Linked DNA regions of Lactuca sativa: region 1 is linked to region 2. The links are chromatin contacts, called in public Hi-C maps. All regions are on one chromosome and are shown on one strand. Each heading gives the region's core, a stretch centred on a gene start, on an enhancer-like site or on the middle of the called end of the contact. The rest is flanking DNA. Distances are from core to core; before and after follow the strand shown.

Evidence for each region. A called contact is a pair of places that touch in the nucleus more often than the background predicts.
Region 1: a contact with region 2 is called in a Hi-C map of leaf, with 5 times the contacts expected there. The contact joins the promoter of LOC111906149 here to the promoter of LOC111906148 in region 2. A contact is called at or near these places in 2 of 4 Hi-C or Micro-C datasets (both in leaf).

The regions. Positions count from the first base shown.
Region 1 is chr5:209,844,276-209,849,960 of Lsat_Salinas_v11, forward strand. LOC111906149 reads left to right here and starts at 2,654. Exons shown (of 5, transcript XM_052771472.1): 1 at 2,654-3,342; 2 at 3,754-3,857; 3 at 3,990-4,166; 4 at 5,004-5,685. The coding sequence starts at 3,131.
Region 2 is chr5:209,530,063-209,535,682 of Lsat_Salinas_v11, forward strand. LOC111906148 (subtilisin-like protease SBT2.6) reads right to left here and starts at 1,846. Exons shown (of 11, transcript XM_023901882.3): 1 at 1,527-1,846; 2 at 1,252-1,311; 3 at 970-1,156; 4 at 683-827; 5 at 1-275. The coding sequence starts at 1,127.

The DNA of each region.
Region 1 (5,685 bases), core at 1,404-3,903, 320 kb after region 2:
GGTCCGTTAGCAATATTCGTTTCAGCCATAGCTAAAATAGAATTTTGAAAATCTTTATGTCTCTTGTCTCTTAGAATAAGGAGAACAGGGGCATCTATTCCAATTCTAAATAGAGGCTTGATAGCAATTTGGACCAAACCAACATGTAAAAATTTATATTTCGTTCTATGCTCTAAAATAGATCGTGATGATAACAAATGTAAATTTTGTTGGTTTTGACCAATAGACAAAGTTTGTTCTATCATTTTAATAGAATAACCTTGAAAATAATCAAAAGTTCCTATTCTATATATTGTATTAATATTAGTTTTAGGTATTGTCCAATTATTCAAACTTTGTTCTATGTTATTAACGGTTTCTTCAATAGAATTTATTTGATTATCATCATTATCTTGTTCATTGTTGATATTTTTACCAGGAATATATTTTTTAGATAGTATGCCTGAAAATTTACTCATATTTAATTAATTTTGTTTTAAAATTCTATAAGAAAACTTACTTGTTTTAATAATGGTGAGCAGAGGGGAATCGTCCCGACGATGATTGTGGTCCGGCACCGCGACTTACGTCCTTATCTGCGCGCTTTACGCTAATCCAACCAATCACTGGTCTTGTCTCTGAATCATGCTTATTAAAACTTATAAATTTCTTATAGGATACTAAACCAAAATTAAATAAATTTGAAGTAAATATATCATCCATGGTAAATCTCCAAAATATATATATATATATATATATATATATATATATATATATATATATATATATTACACTAAATATTAATATTAAAAAAAATAGGTAGGTCCTAGTACCTACCAACCTTCAACTTACCTATGCCCTTGTGGATATTAGAGCATGGGGAGAGCCCATGACAATCCAGACAAAGACCATGGGGAAGCCTTTGGCAACTATATGTATGTTGTATGTTATTACGTGGTTGTATATTATGTGATATTTTTGGGGAACTCACTAAGCTTTGTGCTTATGGTTTTCAGTTTATGTTTCAGGTACTTCAGTTTTCAAATGGAAGGGCTCGGGATGATAGCAGAGCACACACCACATGTTTCCGCATTTTGTGAATTACTCTAATTTGATGATGTTTTGCTAAAACTTGTTTACCTTGATTTTATAAGAAATATACGTATTAACGATTTATTAATCTAACAACAAAAAATTTTATCTGATGATTTTTGGAACGGTACAAAAAATGATACACTTAAGTTTAATAAAAGTAAAAAATGAAAAAAATTAGATAATGTGATTAAAAATTATGTAATTAACACAAAAATATATGTTTATAAACTTTGTCTACCGGCCTTTTGAGACTGGTTTAAGACCGATCTTGCCTCGTAGCCCGAACGATCGAGTCGTTTTTGGAAGCAGTCTTGGAATGGTCATTTTTTTTTCCGTATCAGTCACAGATAGTCTTAAACCGTTCTTTTTCGATTCAATCTCATTAGTTCAATCTCATTTTTCTTTCGGATCCGGTCCAAAACAGGTGGAAGCACTATCGGTTCGGTTTTTTTGGGAGGGAGAAGCTTGATCTATTTATTTGTTTTTTGGCGGTCTTCGTCAACAAGCTCCAGTACTCTGTGGCTTTGTGCTAGGGGTGAGCATGGTGCGGTTCGGTGCGGTTTTTGGTTAAAACCGAACCGAAAACCGCAACTTCGGTTTTTTGAAATTTAGAAACCGCACCGTTCGGTTTTATGCGGTTCGGTTTTTACGGTTTTTTATTACGGTTTTTTGCGGTTCGGTTTTTTTGCGTTTTTTTTTTGTTTTTTTTTGTTTTTTTTGTTTTTTTGTTTTTTTTTTGTTTTTTTTTTTTTCCGTTTTGTCATTTTACTAAAACTCAAGTAACTCAGCGAGTTACTTTGACTCAGATGAAAAGTGCTAATTTTTTATTAGATATAAACCGATACCACCACCTCTTGGTTCGAAATCAAATTACATAACCACTCATTCAACATGTTTCTAATGCTTCAATATAATACGAATTTAATATAATATTTGTTTACAAGTACATAGGATAATATCAATTAATATATTCTTAAAAATATACTATATCACTAGTATTATTCATATTTAAATATTAAAAAAAATGTCATAAACATTATTTGTTATTGTAAATACCACTAAATGTATGCTTAAAAATATAAAGTTATCCTCCGATAGATAAGATAGATATTTACATTTATAGAAATTTTAATTGTCATAAGTTCTTGGTTATTATAAATATCAACACTTAATATATATATATATATATATATATATATATATATATATATATATATATATATATATATATATATATATATATATATATATATATATATATATATATATATAGTGCGGTTCGGTTTTTTGCGGTTTTTGCGAGACTAGAAACCGCACCGCACCGACTATTTTCGGTTTTTGCAAAACTAAAAAACGCACCATCGGTTTTCATTTCGGTTTCGGTTTTTCGGTTTCGGTTTATGTGGTTTGTTCGGTTTTTTTGGTTTGCAATTCGGTTTTTGCTCACCCTTACTTTGTGCAATTCTAAATATTTCTCTAGGAATATCCCTATTAATAAAATCAAATAGAACGTAATAAAAAAGGTAACATGATGTCATGATCCATAAGAAAAGTTAATAAGGCCGAGTTCCAATCCTCTTAACATTTTTAATTATGGCATCGGAGCGTATCAAGAGTTGTAAAATGATTAGAATATCCGAATCATTCCGCGAGGCTCCATCTCACCACTTTCATCTTCTCGGATGTTCTTGCAGTCAATATCAAAATTAAGAATTTTATGATTTTCTTCGTGAAAATCCGTCATCATTTTGTGTATAACTCTGTCTTCTTGAATTTTCATCTCACATTTACAACATCTTTTTATTATTCATCGCGCAATCCTCACAAACCCTAACAATCGACAACGTTTACCTAAGTCTTTCTTTCTGAATTCTGGAGTTCGAAAAAAATCTCTTTTTCAATTCACATATCCCATGATTTATTCATCATTAGAAAGTTTCCTTTGGTGATCGTATATAACGGTTATATGGTGTTCCAATCTGTCAAACATTGTGATATAGTTTATCCAATTGCGATTTCGAGGGTTTTGTGAATTTTTTTGGGGGCATATTAAATTATGTCACCTGCGGCTCCAATCGAGCCGACGAAGAAGACATTGCCGGAATCGTCGTCGTCGGGAGACTTATCACCGGAGAGAACCGGTTTGGAGAATCATCGCCGTTTTGGAGACCTAAGAGGGGTTCAATGGCGTATAGATTTGGGGATTTTACCTCCTTCTTCCTCTTCCGTTGATGAGTTTCGTCGTGTAATCGCCAATTCCCGTAGAAGGTATCTGTCCTCTCCATACCTCTATATAGACATTTAAGGTGTTGAATCGCATGTTTAATTGATGATTCACGTGTTAATTTTTCCAACTGAGGCTTCTGGTTTATATGAACATCTGATCAAATATAGCATCTTTGCTGTTATTCCTGATATTTTATCACGTCCAACATACATCTGGCTTTAACTTGTTAAACTCTACTGTTATTTCATGATTTCTGTAAGGCGTGCTTTTTATTCTTGTAGGATTTTACTGTTTGATAGGGTTTAAGGCAATCTTGTATTACCTTCATATTGTTAAGCTTGAAGTTCTTTTACATCTCCCACATCTTTCTCTGTTTCAAAGATTTCTAGAACTAACATGGGATCTATATTTGCATCTGAGAAGAAGTTAAATGTTGTATTTCCATTTTCCAGATATGCAGCTTTAAGGAGGAGGCTTCTTATCAATCCTCATATTTCCAAAGATGAAAGCAATTTTCGTGATCATGTTATGGACAATCCTCTTTCACAAAACCCTGGTACATTTATTACCTTTTACATAGCATTGATATTGTTTTGAGGTGACATGATTCTATTTTTACATTTACAAAGAATGCATACCATGAAATCTTTGATTGTTTCATGTCAATAGCTCAATGATATTAATGCAGATAGCATGTGGGGTCGCTTTTTTCATAAAGCTGAATTAGAGAAAATGGTTGACCAGGATTTATCAAGGTTGTATCCTGAACATGGTAGCTACTTTCAGACACCTGGTTGCCAAGGTGTATTGAGAAGGATTTTGTTGCTTTGGTGTATTAGACATCCAAACTATGGCTACAGACAAGGTAATATACTAATATACTGTTTTATAATGCTTAAATTCATATTACACTTCAACGACATAAATTTAAAAATGTCAAAGTTAGTTTTCCACTATTTTAAGTCTCTTTGTTGTTTTGTAAACAATGCTACAAAAAGGCAAAAACACACAAAGTTCTTGTTTCAAGGTCTGGTGTTTTGTGTTTATGTATTCTTTTTTAAGCATATAACAAAAAAAAAAGCCATTGCCTTTTTTGCCATTTACTTGAAAAAGCCACATTAACTTTTTTCTTTTTGCATGGAAGCCTTTTTCATTTTCATTTTTTTTTTCAAAAGAGCCACCGGTTAGTGCTGATGTGGCATTTTCCAAACACAAATTACCTTTAAAACCATTACTTTTTAATGCCACATCACAATATTTCCCCAAAAGGGGCATCAAATTCAGATAAATGGCTAAAAAACAATGACTTTTTTTGTAAATATGCCTTCTTTGTGGTGTTTAAAGCCTATGTTTAGCGCGTCACAGCTAGCTGATATGCTAGCTTATTTTCGAGCTTTTTTAAGTTGTCAAGCCAAAAAGTAACTTAAAAGCTAGCTTTTCAGGAACTTTTTAATTTTTTTTTCCAAATATACCCTTAATTAATTATAAACATCATATTTTTCTAAATGACCTTTTATGTCAATTTTATATCTTTCAGCTAGTTTTTACCAAATGTCATTTTTTATCAGTTAGCTTATAAGCTAGCAGCTAGCTCTTCAGCTAACAGGTAGCTTTTCAGCTAGTACGCTAAACATAACCTAAATACATACTACACTTGAATACCATAATTTTATAGAGACTAAAATTTTTTTTTTTTTTTAAGGAATGCATGAACTTCTTGCTCCATTATTATACGTCCTTCAAGCCGATTTATCGCGTCTTTCACAAGTCCGAAAACAATACCAAGATTACTTCACTGACAATTTCGACGGCTTATCATTCACCGAATCCGATTTCGAAAAAACCGATGACATCACAACCCAAAACAACCAATCAAAACTCAACAACTTCCATTCCCTCGACCCCAAAATCCAAACAATCATCTCATTTAGCGACGCATACGGAGCCGAGGGCGAATTAGGAATTATCCTCTCCGAAAAATTCATCGAACACGACGCCTACTCTATCTTCGACGCTTTAATGAACGGTGACAAAGGCGCAGTTGCCATGGCAAACTTTTTTTCCCATTCTCAGACAGGAATACCCCCCGTGATTGAAGCCTCATCGCAATTATACCATTTGTTATCAATCGTTGATTTGTCTCTATACACTCATTTAGTCGAGCTAGGAGTTGAACCGCAGTACTTCGCGCTTCGATGGCTACGTGTTCTTTTCGGACGCGAGTTTGCCCTCGAGGACCTTTTGGTCATTTGGGACGAAATTTTCTCCCTCGACAACGCTCGGTTAACTCCCTCGTCGGAATCGGAATCGGAATTGAATTCCGGGGTTTTGAAATCGACACGCGGCGCGTTCATTTCCGCGCTTGCGGTTTCGATGATTCTTTA
Region 2 (5,620 bases), core at 596-3,095:
TTCTTTGTGTCGGAATCAACTTCACATTTCCCTCTGAACTTCGGAATCGGACCATATGGTTCGGAATCAGGATTCCGGAAGCTTGGATGATGTGGGAAAACACCGGAATCAATGAATCCGATCACGATATCTTCACCGGCTCGATCAAATCCGCCCCCCATTGGCCAAACTCCGGTGGGTAGCCCGAGAAATTGCGGTGTGTGAGTCGTCAGTTTCTTCACTTTCCAATCCTTATCCACGGATTTTACACCAAGGGATCCCCTAAGTGTTTCTGCCTACTAATATGTTAAGATTGGTTTTTAACAAGGGTGTATGCAAGAAATAGCAATGTACTTTTATTTATTTGTTTTTTTTTTTTTTTTTTTTGTAGTTATAGGCTTATAGCATCCCACTTTCTTCTGCATTGTATTTTGAAAGATGTGTTAGCCATGTCACTTTTTTTTGTTAGAGTTAGTTATGTGAAAAGGGTATTTTAGTAATTTAACATTAGTTCAGCTATTTCTATGTTCCTGTAATCATGTATATATGTGGTTGATTAGCTTCATTTCTAGTAATTTACAATGTTGTTGTAACTTGTAATAGCAAAAAGGGACAAATTTTGGATGCTATAAATATAATAAACAAATAAATAAATGAAAATACGATACTATACAATTAAAAGTCAAAAAGTCCTGATTTTGACCTGTTCGGGAGATAAGTCAACAGCAAACCCATTGATAAGATGCTTGTAACTATACAGTTTCTTGTAAGTCCCTTCATCAAACAAAGTTTCAAGAAGAGAATCATGCTTCGATTCCAGGTGGAGGGAATACGATGAAACCAAATCACTAACAAAAAAAAAAAGATTCAAGTGTTAAAATAATCATAATTGCAACATTTTAAGTGAAAAATCTAGAATACGATAAAGTTTTGGGATTTTTTAATGTGAAGGAATTGGAAATTTTGAAAAATAATTTCAAGAACACGAACCTAGTGACATCAAGTGTCTCATCGGCTTCAACAGCAGTGGCTTCGAAACCACTAACGCCACCAGTGTAACTTATAACAGGCTCTCCTTCAATTGTTACGATATAAATCTCTGATTCCCCAATAATAAAAAGACTAAATAAAATTATAATTGTAAACATATCTTCAGTTATCAATTATCATCAACCTCCTACAATGATACATCATTTATTAGAAAAAAAAAAAGATTAGAAAGTAATAAAATTTATCAAGAACAAGAGAAAGAAGGAGATTTCGAGTGTTTACCAGTTTGATTCAATCTGAAACGGATTCTTTCATTTGCATCTGATAACCCATGTGATCAACCTGCATATTATATTCACACATTTACAAACACAGATACATATATGTGTATATTTATATATATAAATAAATACTATATATATGTACGTATTGATGACGACGATAAGAATCAAAAAAAGATTATTGTGAACTTCACTTTTTCACTTAATTAATAAAACCCAGTAGAGATAAAATCATTTAAATCAAACCCAAATGAAAAAGATAAGAACTTTACTCACATTGATCCAAGAAAAGAATCAAATCAGATAAAACACCATCTTCACTAATCCACCATAGATGACAACATAGCAAAGAGATTTGATTCCCAAAGTCAACAACAGTGAAAGAAAGAGCTACATTACTCTATAAGGGAGACCTATGTTTAAATTATAGTAAAGCTTGATCAAGAAAGTGGCTAATTTAGCAAATGGGGATATATTTAAAGGGAAGAGTAAAGGAAGGACAGTGAGGGAGAGAGAGAATTAGTTAGGGTTCTTCACTTTTTGGGAACGCATACAAGAGGGCAAAGATGGTGGAGTGTTGATTGAATTAAATTCATAAATCAGAGAATTTATATATAAATAAATTTCGGATATGATATCAAAAGTAAACTTTGGATGCTATATTTTATTTCTTTTATTAAAGGTTTATATTTATATTTTATCACATGATGAAATTTTGCTACTTGTTTTGTGCTCAAGTATTTTGAGTTGGTTAGTGGGCAAAAGAGAAAGAACACAAAAAGAGATAAATTGTTGAATTATTCGAGTGTGTGATGTCGGACACCATTTTCTTGGTATCCGGAAGTCTTGACTCACATGCACTTTATTTTCCTATGTTTTCTTAGATTTTCTTCATCGACATGTATTCTAGAAAACAAAATCCATAAACCAAATTCTACATGTTAAAGACATCCGCATACACACACACACACACATATATATATATATATATATATATATATATATATATATATATATATATATATATATATATATATATATATATATATATATACATTACAGCCCTACCTAAGCTTAGCTATTAAACCTCTAAATATGTCGTTTTAACTTAGTAATGTAACCGGTTCGGATTTCACTTAGTAAATATACCATCCTCATAGCATTTCTTTCTTCCATTATCGTTTAATAATTCATGTTTTATTTCCTTCATTATCGTTTATCACTTCACCCCAGTCAACATTGGTGTTTCCCATCATCACGAAGGTCAAAGATAATTAATATTTTTGCTTTGTTATCAAAATTATTGTATCAATTCTGAATTTACAGCTCAAGTAGTAATTGTGATCCCAAATCGCAATCTTTAGCTAAGAAAATAATGTAGTTTCATGAGATTTAGTACCTAAGCTTAGGCGGGGCTTAAATGTATATTCACTTTTCCAATATATATATATATATATATATATATATATATATATATATATATATATATATATATATATATATATATATGTGTGTGTGTGTGTGTGTGTGTGTGTGTGTGTGTGTGTTCAAATGAGAACATTTTTTAGATGGAAAACATTTGAGAACAATTTTATAATTAAAAAAAAAACATATCTCACCCACCCCTACCCCACCATTCTATCTAGACGTATCGTTTCTCACCAGACCACCATTGAGGCCACCAGACAACCATTGAGGTCACCGGACCTCTGCCAAACCAGTCGATTTCCGATTTCACCCACCGACGTCGAGCTCATAATTAACTATCTATTCCATAACCCCCAATCGACATCGGAGTTGATCTCTACAGACACGATCGATGGGAGTTTTCGGTTAGGGTTCCTTCAAGTCTATACACCTGTGTTTTTCAACCTAAATAGACTCGATTTTATCATGAAATTAAGCTTATGATGAACGACAAATCAAGTGTCTGATACTTAATCTCACATCATAAGAGACATTCTATCTGAATCGCAATTCGATTTAGGTATTTTACAAGAATATGCAGTCTCTGTCTTCTCCTTTTCCTTTTATTCCACTTTAGACCTTGGTACCCTTCAATAACTCAATATATTATCTGCACATAATACATCAGAATGGATTTGTGAACTCTTCGGCTAGTAAAGTTGATATTTGTAGAGTTTATCAATGTTGCTGGTGGTTACTCTTATCTCTATAATTACACACACACAATCACAATAGCTAGTAAAGTTGATATTTGTATAGATTTTTTATGAACACCAAGTGTTCGATGAAATGCCTCAATGAAAAAGTAGCATTTTACATGTCATTCACATGTAAATCACATGTGATTTACACGCAAATCATATGTGATTCACATGTAAATCACATATGATTCACATATTAACGGGATAATGACTTAAAAGGGTAATATATTTTTTGATTTGTACACATTTAGTCACTGACTTTTTTTCGTCCATATTTACCCCTTCAACTTATTAAACTGTACACATTCAGTCCTTATGACCGGTTACTCTAGGTTAGCCGGGAAAATGACTTAATAGGGTAATATATTTTTCATTTTGTACACATTTAGTCCTTAATATTTTTTTTACACATTTAGTCCTTAATATTTTTTTTTTCAAAATAAGGCATTTTTGTTTTTGTACTCAGTAGTTATGAATTATTTCTTTAGTTTTTTCTCACGATATCTTACGTGAGACAATCATTGATGAAGTGTGTGCGACTGTTGATGTTTATGTGTAACGTCTCATTTTTACAACAAAAAATTTTCATTTTTAAATAAGGCAAAACTCCCTACTTATAAATTCATTATTAAGAAAAAACATTTATTCCAAAATTTATCGAAAATCAGAGTAATATAAGAAACACGAAATCCTCAATACTGTTGATAAGTGTGTACAGTCATTCCTTCGCCTTCCCACGATCAACGATAGAACCTGAAAACATAAACAATTGCGTAAGCATAAAGTTTAGTAAATTTCCCCCAAAATACCCGATATAACAAACGTATTATCATGCATAACGAACCCACACTCATCATATTGGAATATCTTGGCTCAATCAGTCATCCGACTGGAATGCCAACACACAACATGTCCAATCAGTCATCGGATTGGAATACCCAGCGTTTGTCAGCATGTCGCCTTAACCCAACTGCTCTTCTCGAGCCTCCCGTGCGTGCAGCTTACAGCCGATCAACACCAGATATCTTGGCCTACAACATATAGCAGGACCACCTCAACCTATCTCACCACCATTTGGCTATCCTACTTAAGATGTGAGAAAAACCTAAAGAAATCATTTATAAGTGTTGAATGAGTACAAAAACAAAAATTACTTATTTTGCAACAAAAAAAATATTAAGGACTAAATATATACAAAAATATTAAGGACTAAATGTGTACAAAGTGAAAAATATATTACCCTATTAAGTCCTTTTTACCGGCTAACTTGGAGTAGCCGGTCATAAGGACTAAATGTGTACAGTTTAACAAGTTGAAGGGGTAAATGTGGACGAAAAAAAAGTTAGTGACTAAATGTGTACAAATCAAAAAATATATTACCCTTTTAAGTCATTATCCCCATATTAATCACATGTAAATCATATATGAATAATGTGTTGGATTAATGCCTAAGTCCATAACTATAATTGGTAAGACTTGACCCGACCCGGCATGGTCCATTTGGGTTGCATGGCATCATGCACTTGGATAGACTAAAATGAGAGAAATAACACTTAAGGTTTATTAATATATTATAAGTTCTAATATATTAATAAGATTATTTAATTAGTATTGATCAATAATTGATTTAGAATTAATTATGTGATCAAAAGAAGACTAATTAAATATATGGGTTGATTGTGTAAATCATCCATACTTATATAGTGGGCTAATGCTCCATGGATTATCAAGTTGGGCTCAAACCCATTAGATGCTCCATGGTGTATTTGAACCCATGGATCCAAGGAAATGGAAAGCCATGACAATTAGGGTTTACCCTAATTGTAACAACTATATAAGCATCTTATTGATGTGAGAAATCGGCCACTAGATATGCATGGAGGGTAAGTCGATTCTTGAAGTGTTCAAATTTCTCTCTAAGTTATTCCAAGTGCTTATGGTGTTGTGTGAACCATTTGAGGTGTCACACTTGGGGCACTAGGCACTCAAGCTTCATGAAGACAAGCACCAACAAAAGGTATGTTATTCTAACTTGTGTTATTCAAAGTTTTGTATGCTAGAATAGAACAATACCTTGGAAAGTTGATATTTGCATGTATAATAGAGAAAACATAGATCCAAGGTATTTAGGGTTGCATGTACACTTAGGAGTGTTAGATTGCTCAAAACTCAACATAATATGTGACTCACATATAAAGCACA